2 separate regions of the Oryctolagus cuniculus genome follow, and region 2 is linked to region 1. A link is a contact called in public Hi-C data. All regions are on one chromosome and are shown on one strand. Each heading gives the region's core, a stretch centred on a gene start, on an enhancer-like site or on the middle of the called end of the contact. The rest is flanking DNA. Distances are from core to core; before and after follow the strand shown.

Region 1 (3,965 bases), core at 693-3,192:
TCCCGGTCAGGGTGCCGGATTCTGTCCCAGTTGCTCCTCTTCCAGTCCAACTCTCTGTTGAGGCCCGGAAGTGCAGTGGAGGATGGCCCGAGTGCTTGGGCCCTGCACCCCATGGGAGACCAGGAGAAGCACCTGACTCCTGGCTTCGGATCAGTGCAGCACTGGCCGTAGAGGCCACTTGAGGGTGAACCAATGGAAAATGGAAGACCTTTCTCTCTGTCTCTCTCTCTCTGACTGTCTCACTCTGCCTGTCAAAAAAAAAAAAGACAAGACAATTCAGTGTTTTACCTTAGGGCTATAAGGCAATAGATTTGTGATTGCTTGCCCGGGTGGAATGGTAAGAATATATTTTAGTTCCAAAGATTTAAAGGGATAACAATTAGAACTGGCATGGAGACTTTATCTAAAATATTGTTTTCTTTTCTTTTTTAAAAAATATTTATTTTATTTGAAAGGCAAAGTTACACACAGAGAGAGAGAGAAATCTTCCATCCATTGGTTCACTACCCAAATGGCCACAATGTCTGCAACTGGGCCAGGCCAAAGCCAGGAGCTTCTTCAGGTCTCCCACGTGGGTACAGGAGCCACAGCACTTGGGCCATCTTCTACTGCTTACCCAGGCCATAGCAGAAAGCTGGATCAGAAGTGGAGTAGCCAGGACTCAAACTGGCACCCATATGGGATGCCGGCACTGTAGGCCGTGGCTTTACCCACCAGCTATGCCACAGTGCCAGCCCCTCCTTTTTTTAATGTTTATTTATTTTCATATACTTAGAGAGAGCTTCTATCCACTATTGTACTCCCCCAGTTGGCTGTAATAGCAAAAGCCAGGAGCTAAGAACTCCATATGAGACTCCAATGTGGGTGTCACGGGCTTAGGCACTCCTAGGACGCATTAGCAGGAAGTAGGTCAGAAACAGAACAGAAGGGGCTGGATCCCAGGTGCTATGATATGGGATGCATGTGTCCTAAGCGAGGGCTTTACCTATTGCACCCTCCCTTACATTATTGATAGCTACCAACTAAAAGATTTCTCTCCCAGCTCCCCAATAAAAAAAAAAAAAAAAAAAAAAAAAAAAAAAAAAACCTCATCAAAAAAAGAAAATCTCAAAAATGATTGGGTAATTTTTGAATCCTACAACATCAGTGTTCAAAAGTCTCAAAGAAAGAGTTCCGCTGTTTTGGCTCATTTATCAAAATGATTTGCAGAGTTCTACTTCTTTTCCAAGACCAAATACATTCATCAAACACTGAGCTTCAAAGGGGCTTCATTTAGAGTGACCCAACCAACAAATAAATTCACTTCCAAGGGCTCCTTTGTAATAAAAGAGGGCCAGGCTGGCCCACGGGGACAGGACTAAATCAAAAAGGGAAATGTCTAGGCAGTATCAGCCTGAGGAACCCTAGACGAACCAAAAACATGTCTTCACTCTCTCCTGTCCGAGGGTGTTACGCAGAATCCAAGCACATGTGTGTTTATTTCCTCAAAAGAAAATGCAGACTTCCCACGTCTGATTTATGTGCTACAGCCGTAAGAAATGTTTGTGTCTGGAATACATATCTGGGTGCTATACTCAAATAGAGCAGTTTGTAAGCCTGATCTCTCTCTCTCTCTCTCTCTCTCTCTCTCTTACACACACACACACACACACACACGTGTACCTTGAAATGTTCATGGAAAAGGGAATCCAAAGAGATGTTTAATTTGGGCGCAGAAAACGTAGCAATCCACACGTAAATTTTCGCATAGTGTACATTTTTCTAGCAACTTTGTAAAGAGCCCTCGTGTGTACGGATTTCTAAAGGTTTTGCAGCAAAATAAACTTGTCTTTCGAGTCCGCATTCCACGAACTTGTTGAAGTACTCTCGCGTTACACCTGCGACCTACCAAAAAAAAAAAAAAAATCACCTTGGAAGGGTTGCTTCTTTATTGCAGCGAAGCGTGGCGAGGGTGCTCACTGAAGCCAGCCAAGAAACGGCCGTGTTTAATTCTCAGAGCCCTCCACCGGTGACTCAGGGAGCGATGATGTCATATGTTATGCTACAACTGCTGGTGCGGTTCTGCGCGCTCGCTCCAGCCGTTCCCTCTTGCTCCTGGGGCAGCCGGGACTCGCCGGCCCCCAGCCTTTCCCAGCCAGCCAGGAGCAAGCAGGCTGCCTAGCAGCGATGCAACAGGAAGTCTGAGAGCCTGAGCCGGCAGCGGGACCCCTAGTGCTTTCCCACTCCGTGTCCTGGCATCGTTCCCCACAAGTACAAACACACACACAGAGCTCCCATTGTTGCAGCCCTCCCAGCCCACTGATCCTAATATGGAATGCAGCAGGAAACCCATGATTTCCTGAGCTTCGGCAAGCTGGAGGAAGCAAGGGAGGGGGGTGGAAAAACTCCATTAAAAAGCCCAGCTTTCCTCCATGTTAGCTGTGAAGTGGGGAAAAAAAAAATGGGGACGATTTAGCCGAATCCCAGCCGGGCTGCAGACGGGCAGAGCAGAGCGGGAAGCCGCAAGCCGCTGAAATTTCTAGACTGCCAGCGAAGCCTCCAGGACTCTGGAGATGAAGATTGCTTAAACGGAGAAGGGAGAGGATCGGACCCTTCTCACAACCCTCCTCCCTTCCACACCCCACCCCGCTGCGAGTGCCTGTCGCTGTTCGGGACCGCGATGGCGAGCGACGGGGCGCACGCCAGCCTCCGACGTGTCCGGATGCTCCAAGGGACCCCAAGCGAGGCAGAGTGAACTCCGTCCAGCCTGGCACCGGCTCTGCGGGACAAGCGGCGGGAGCAGCAGCCAGCGGGAGTCCCAGCCGCCGCGGCCGCGAGCATGAACTGCACCGAGGGGACTGACAGCAGCTGCGGCTGTGCGGACCACGCCGAGAAGAAGATGCTCAAGTGCGTGGTGGTCGGCGACGGCGCGGTGGGGAAGACCTGCTTGCTCATGAGCTACGCCAACGACGCCTTCCCCGAGGAATACGTGCCCACCGTGTTCGACCACTATGCAGGTAGGGAGAGCCGGGGTGCGCCGGCGGGGGCGGGGGGGAGCGGAGACCCCAGGCGCGCAAGGACCCGGCTTGGGTCTCGCGGCAGCGCTGGGTGCGGGCCTGCGTGCGCGTCATCGGGTGGCTGAGCCTCACGCACAACGTGTGAGGATGCTTCCCAAAGGAGGTGGGCAGGGGCATGGAAAGACACTTTTATGGCGGTGCAAAATGTTGGAACCCAGGCGTAGGTGCGGTGCGCACAGTCTGCGGGAAAGGATTTCAAAAACTTTTGCACCGAAATAAACGTTGTCTTCTGTCTCATGAACATTTTGGAGCACCCTCATTTGAACAAAGCCTCTGCAGGACCGTTGGGAGACCAGTTTGCTTGTGGCGCTGTATCTGAACAGTTTCTCCACTCGTGGAGCAGATGGGTGACACTGGGACACACTCAAACTGCCCCCTGGATTGGGCGTTTTATTCAACATCTGCTTGGAGAGTCACTGCTTCCTGTCAACTTTCTCAAATGTGGCGTGATTGCATTCACGATTCTTTTCTACGGGAAAAAAAAATCACCACTCACACACAACTGGTCAAAGCAAGGTTCCTGCCAGTTCTCATCTCAGATCTGGAAATGCAAAGACTAATAAATAAGACCCTCATTTCTCCTAAAACACTTGGTGCCCTAAGACTATACTTTCATCTTCCTGGGGACCGAGAGCAGGGCAGGGAAGGCAGGGCGTGTTAAAAGCTTGTAAATAACTATTAAGCAACGTATAGCTTGCATTAAAAAATTGTTTTAATTAATATTTTTTAAAGTACAAATGCAACCGAAGCCTGAATTACTTTAAAACCTGTCCCCAAAAGACAAAATCGAGCATGCAATGTTTTAAAGTGTGACGGTGACAACCCTGTAGTCACTATTCTGCCAGCGGATTTTTTTCTTTTTTGAGTGTTCTCAAGTTTGTAGGTGTACTTGTCTGTGAGGTAGCATTA
Region 2 (4,284 bases), core at 450-2,949, 39 kb before region 1:
CGTCTCTCTAGACAGTAGGTTGGATTCAGTTGGGAACAAAAGAAATCTCTATGAATGGTAATGGCAAGTATTCCATGCACTTCAGGGTCATTACTCTTCTCCCTGGAATCTATGCATTCACTTTCCAAGAATGAGTTCCCTGCCCTTTTGATGAAGACCTCCCAATGTGAATTAATGAGACGTATTGTTGTGCCTCCCAGCCTTTAGCCCTCGGCTCAGCCCCAAGAACACAGCTCTGGCTGCATCTAGGAGCCAAAGATTATGCCCCTCCAGTCACTGCCACTCTCAGGTTGCATTCTCGTCCTCAAAACACAAACAGGAGAAATCATATCACCCAGAACCAGTCGTATTTTTCCTGGGAACGTAAGCAGGACAAGATGTCTTTAGGATCTGGAGGAGTAAAACTCTCCAGGATGAAATTTGAGAGCCATACCTGGCACACTCATAACCCAACTGAAGACCTGTGCCGATCTGGAATCGTAATAAATTTCCTGTGATCTTCAAGTACCTTGTATGAGTAACGATTTAGGAAGAATTAATCTGTTCCTCTGGCCAAAGGATATTGTTATTCAAGAAAATTTTAAAAATTAATTGTTTATGAAATGCATCTTGCTTTGCTCTCAAACTCTTTAAATCGGAGCATAATCGTGTGTTGATTTTCTTGCTAAATTTTTTCCTCTGATTACACATCTTTCCTCTTTGTAATGCATTTAATCACATTCACAGAAGACCTTCAACAGAGACTTTTAACGTTTTCTTCAAATAAAGTCATACATTTAATGTTCTCATCCTTCTTCTAAACAATTAAACATTTTCAAACACGTGAGTTATTTGTTGGAAAGCACTGTCCTGCTTCCCAACTGATCATTTCTGGCAGAGAGGAAAAACAAGAACAGCCATAATTGTTTCAAGACACGATTGTCTTCTTGCCCAAGAATTTCCGGCATCTTTTTTTTTTTTTTTTTGAGTCTTGTGTTATATAAATTTTCAAACCGAAAACATAAAATCAGAATAATGGATGGACAAGGTTACAGAGGGGGACGATAAAACTGAAAATGAAATCTGGTGAGCAAAAGAGTCAAAAGAGGACTGGATGGAAAACGCCTGTTGGGATCCGAGGGTTGTATCTGAAGACCTTGTGGGTTTCTAGCCCAGACTAACCCCTCCTCCCTCTCTAACCACTCATCTTTTCGGATGTAATTCCTTACTCCTTTCTGCTCCAGTTTCTCTTTCCCTGATGTTTTCAATCTCATATTGATATCCACAGATCTAAAGGTAACTTCACTTGAATCAAGGAGGAAACATCATACTTGACTTGGTATGAACATTTTTTTTTTTTTTGACAGGCAGAGTGGACAGTGAGAGAGAAGAGAGGGAGACAGAGAGAAAGGTCTTCCTTTGCCGTTGGTTCACCCTCCAATGGCCACCGCGGCTGGCGCGCTGCGGCCAGCGCACTGCGCTGATCCGATGGCAGGAGCCAGGTACTTATCCTGATCTCCCATGGGGTGCAGGGCCCAAGGACTTGGGCCATCCTCCACTGCACTCCCTGGCCACAGCAGAGAGCTGGCCTGGAAGAGGAGCAACCGGGACAGAATCCGGCGCCCAACCGGGACTAGAACCCGGTGTGCCGGCGCCGCAAGGCGGAGGATTAGCCTAGTGAGCCGCGGCGCCAGCTGGTATGAACATTCTGAGATCGAATCTTCTACCGGTCTAAACCATTCAAGCTTCAGGGTAACAAGTCCCATGAGAAAGTGCAAACTCCCTGCACACACAGAACCAGGGATTAGACTGGAGGCCTTGGGAAGGCTCTCACCTAGGCCCCCTCATCAAATGGCAGGGCACTGAGACAGAGAGGGGAAGCCCCTCCCTCCTGTCCTGTCTCGTGGCCCGTGGGCACAGACCTCAGTGTGACCCCATGCCTGCCCCATGTCTGAGCTTTCTGAGACATAGACAGGTTCAGCCCAGACTCAATGTGCTTGTGACACCAATAGAGAACAACAAGACCTTGGTGATATCCACCATCAGAAGTAGACAGGAGAGCAGCCTACGCAGCTCTGAGTTCCCACTTGAGAGGCAGGGGCCCAAGTACTGGGCTGTCCTCTGCTGTGTTCCTAGGTGCATTGGTAAGGAACTAAATCTGAAGCAGAGCAGCCGAGAGTTGAACCAGCACTCAGATGAAATGTCAGCATCACAAACAGCAGTTTAACCACCAAGCCAGAACATCTACCAGGTATTCTAATTGGAGCTTTGCAATGTCCTATCATGTAACGTATGAGCCCATACAATCCTCACAATATCCTATGGCATATATATTATTACTGTACCCACTTCACAGATGAGCAAAGCAAGGCTTGAGTTAACCAGTAACTGGATTTCTGGATTCCTGCAGTGCGGTGCAATGATGACAGCACCAACTAATGGCGGGGTCAGTGTGGGACTGTGTGGTGCTGTTCTTTACTCCTTCCTGGAGGGTGCAAAGCCATGAGCGAGTTTCAGACGCTGCACGCCAGGTAGGAAGATAGCACCAGGAAAGATTGTCCACTGCAACAGAAAAGTAATTTTTGTTTCACACATGTTGGTCCTTCCAGTGCCCAGAAAGAGAGAGGACCTTAGTTCCAAGGGGGTGCAGACACCAGGCAGGTATTTGCAATATGAATTTGCTCAGGAAATAAGACAAAAATCTACCCATTGAGTGTAAGAGGCACACTTGGGACTCAGGGCCAAAGCTCCCTGATGGGAATGGAGATCCAAGTCCAGAGCCAGACTCGGGCCTCTGACCCCTGGACAGAGTCCTCTGCAAGCTCTCTGCTCTGCAGCCCTGGCCTGCACCTGCTGACGGGGGTGCTGCTGGTCAAGGGGCCTGAGATGGGAGCAGGAACACTAACTAGGAAAAGACAGCCCATCCAGGAAAGGGAACCTGCAGGCACAGTAACTGACAGGTGCACAGCCTCTTTGTCCTGTTTAGAAAAAAGGTGCCCCCCCCTTTCAGTGGAACATAGCCCTGAGTAACCTAACACATGGAAAGCAGGCAAGATTCTGATCTTCCTTTTCCTCCATCTGGGACCCTTGAGCACTCAACGGCGTTCAAACCATGCCCAGCAGCCCTAAGGCACAGTGGCTTTACCAAGTGAGAAGGTTTGCTCTGAAAACGTCTAGAATTTCAAGCAAGGGGAGGGATTCCTTTTCCCCTAAGCCTCCTCCTCAAACCCTGTGATAAATAGAATTAAAAAAAAAAAAAAACAAAAAACAAAAAAACAAAAAACAAAAAACACCAGAATCCGGATCAACAGCTACTCCACAGATTTTTTTTTTTTTTTTTTTTTTTGCCCCTCCCGGAAAGGACTTGGCAATATGAGTTCAAGCTAAGGAAGCAGAGAGAGTCCAGAATAAGTGCTTTGGCAAAAACATCAGCATTTTGTGACTTTCTTTTCCTACTGAAGTTGTGTTCCTTCTCTGTTTGCTTCCAGGCCTTCCCAGCAGGGTTTTCATGATCTAAGGGCAAGTAGAAGAAGATAAGTTGCACAGATGCACAATTCGGAGGTCAAGTTTTTTGCTAGAAGTAACATCTGGTTCGATAGGTTCCCTCCCCCCTTGGAGACTCAGTGGCTGTGAACATGGGCTGGCTGCTTGGCTTGCTTCGCAGCTGTGGGGCTGCAGCCCAAGTCACTTCGGGGGATCAGTTGCAGCTGTGCGATGCATGACTGATCCCTCCACATCCTCCCCTGCCTGTTCGCTTGAGGCAGACCCCAAAAGAGCCAGGACAAGACCGGGGCAAAGATGGGGTGGTGGCAGCACTCTGGCCCTGGGCCCTTGGAAGCCCTTGGACTGGCTGTGTGGGGACTGGTGCTCTGTAATGAGGTTCTGTTTGGGGAGGAGGTTGATCCCTTCTGTTGGGCAAGGCTTGGGGTGGGGTGAGAGGGGATGAGTTTCCACTCACAGAGAAGAAGAAGAGAGGCCGGCGCCGTGACTCACTAGGCTAATCATCCGCCTTGCGGCACCGGCACACCAGGTTCTAGTCCCGGTCGGGGTGCCGGATTCTGTCCCGGTTGCCCCTCTTCCAGGCCAGCTCTCTGCTGTGGCCAGGGAGTGCAGTGGGGGATGGCCCAAGTGCTTGGGCCCTGCACCCCATGGGAGACCAGGAGAAGTACCTGGCTCCTGCCATCGGATCAGCGCAGTGCGCCGGCCACAGCGCACCGGCCGCAGTGGCCATTGGAGGGTGAACCAACGGCAAAAGGAAGACCTTTCTCTCTCTCTCTCTCTCTCTCTCTCTCACTGTCCACTCTG

The links. A called contact is a pair of places that touch in the nucleus more often than the background predicts.
Region 2: a contact with region 1 is called in a Hi-C map of skin fibroblasts, with 5 times the contacts expected there. The contact joins the enhancer-like site here to the promoter of RHOJ in region 1. A contact is called at or near these places in 2 of 6 Hi-C or Micro-C datasets (psoas muscle and skin fibroblasts).

Annotation. Positions count from the first base shown.
Region 1 is chr20:7,236,548-7,240,512 of mOryCun1.1, reverse strand. RHOJ (ras homolog family member J) reads left to right here and starts at 1,942. Exons shown (of 5, transcript XM_002719551.5): 1 at 1,942-2,996. The coding sequence starts at 2,819.
Region 2 is chr20:7,274,981-7,279,264 of mOryCun1.1, reverse strand. No RefSeq gene overlaps it. Among named protein-coding and RNA genes, the nearest start is that of RHOJ, 39 kb to the right of the region's middle. Within about 2 kb of position 1,699, at least 1 of the 8 cell types and tissues checked has an H3K27ac peak or open chromatin away from gene starts, as enhancers often do.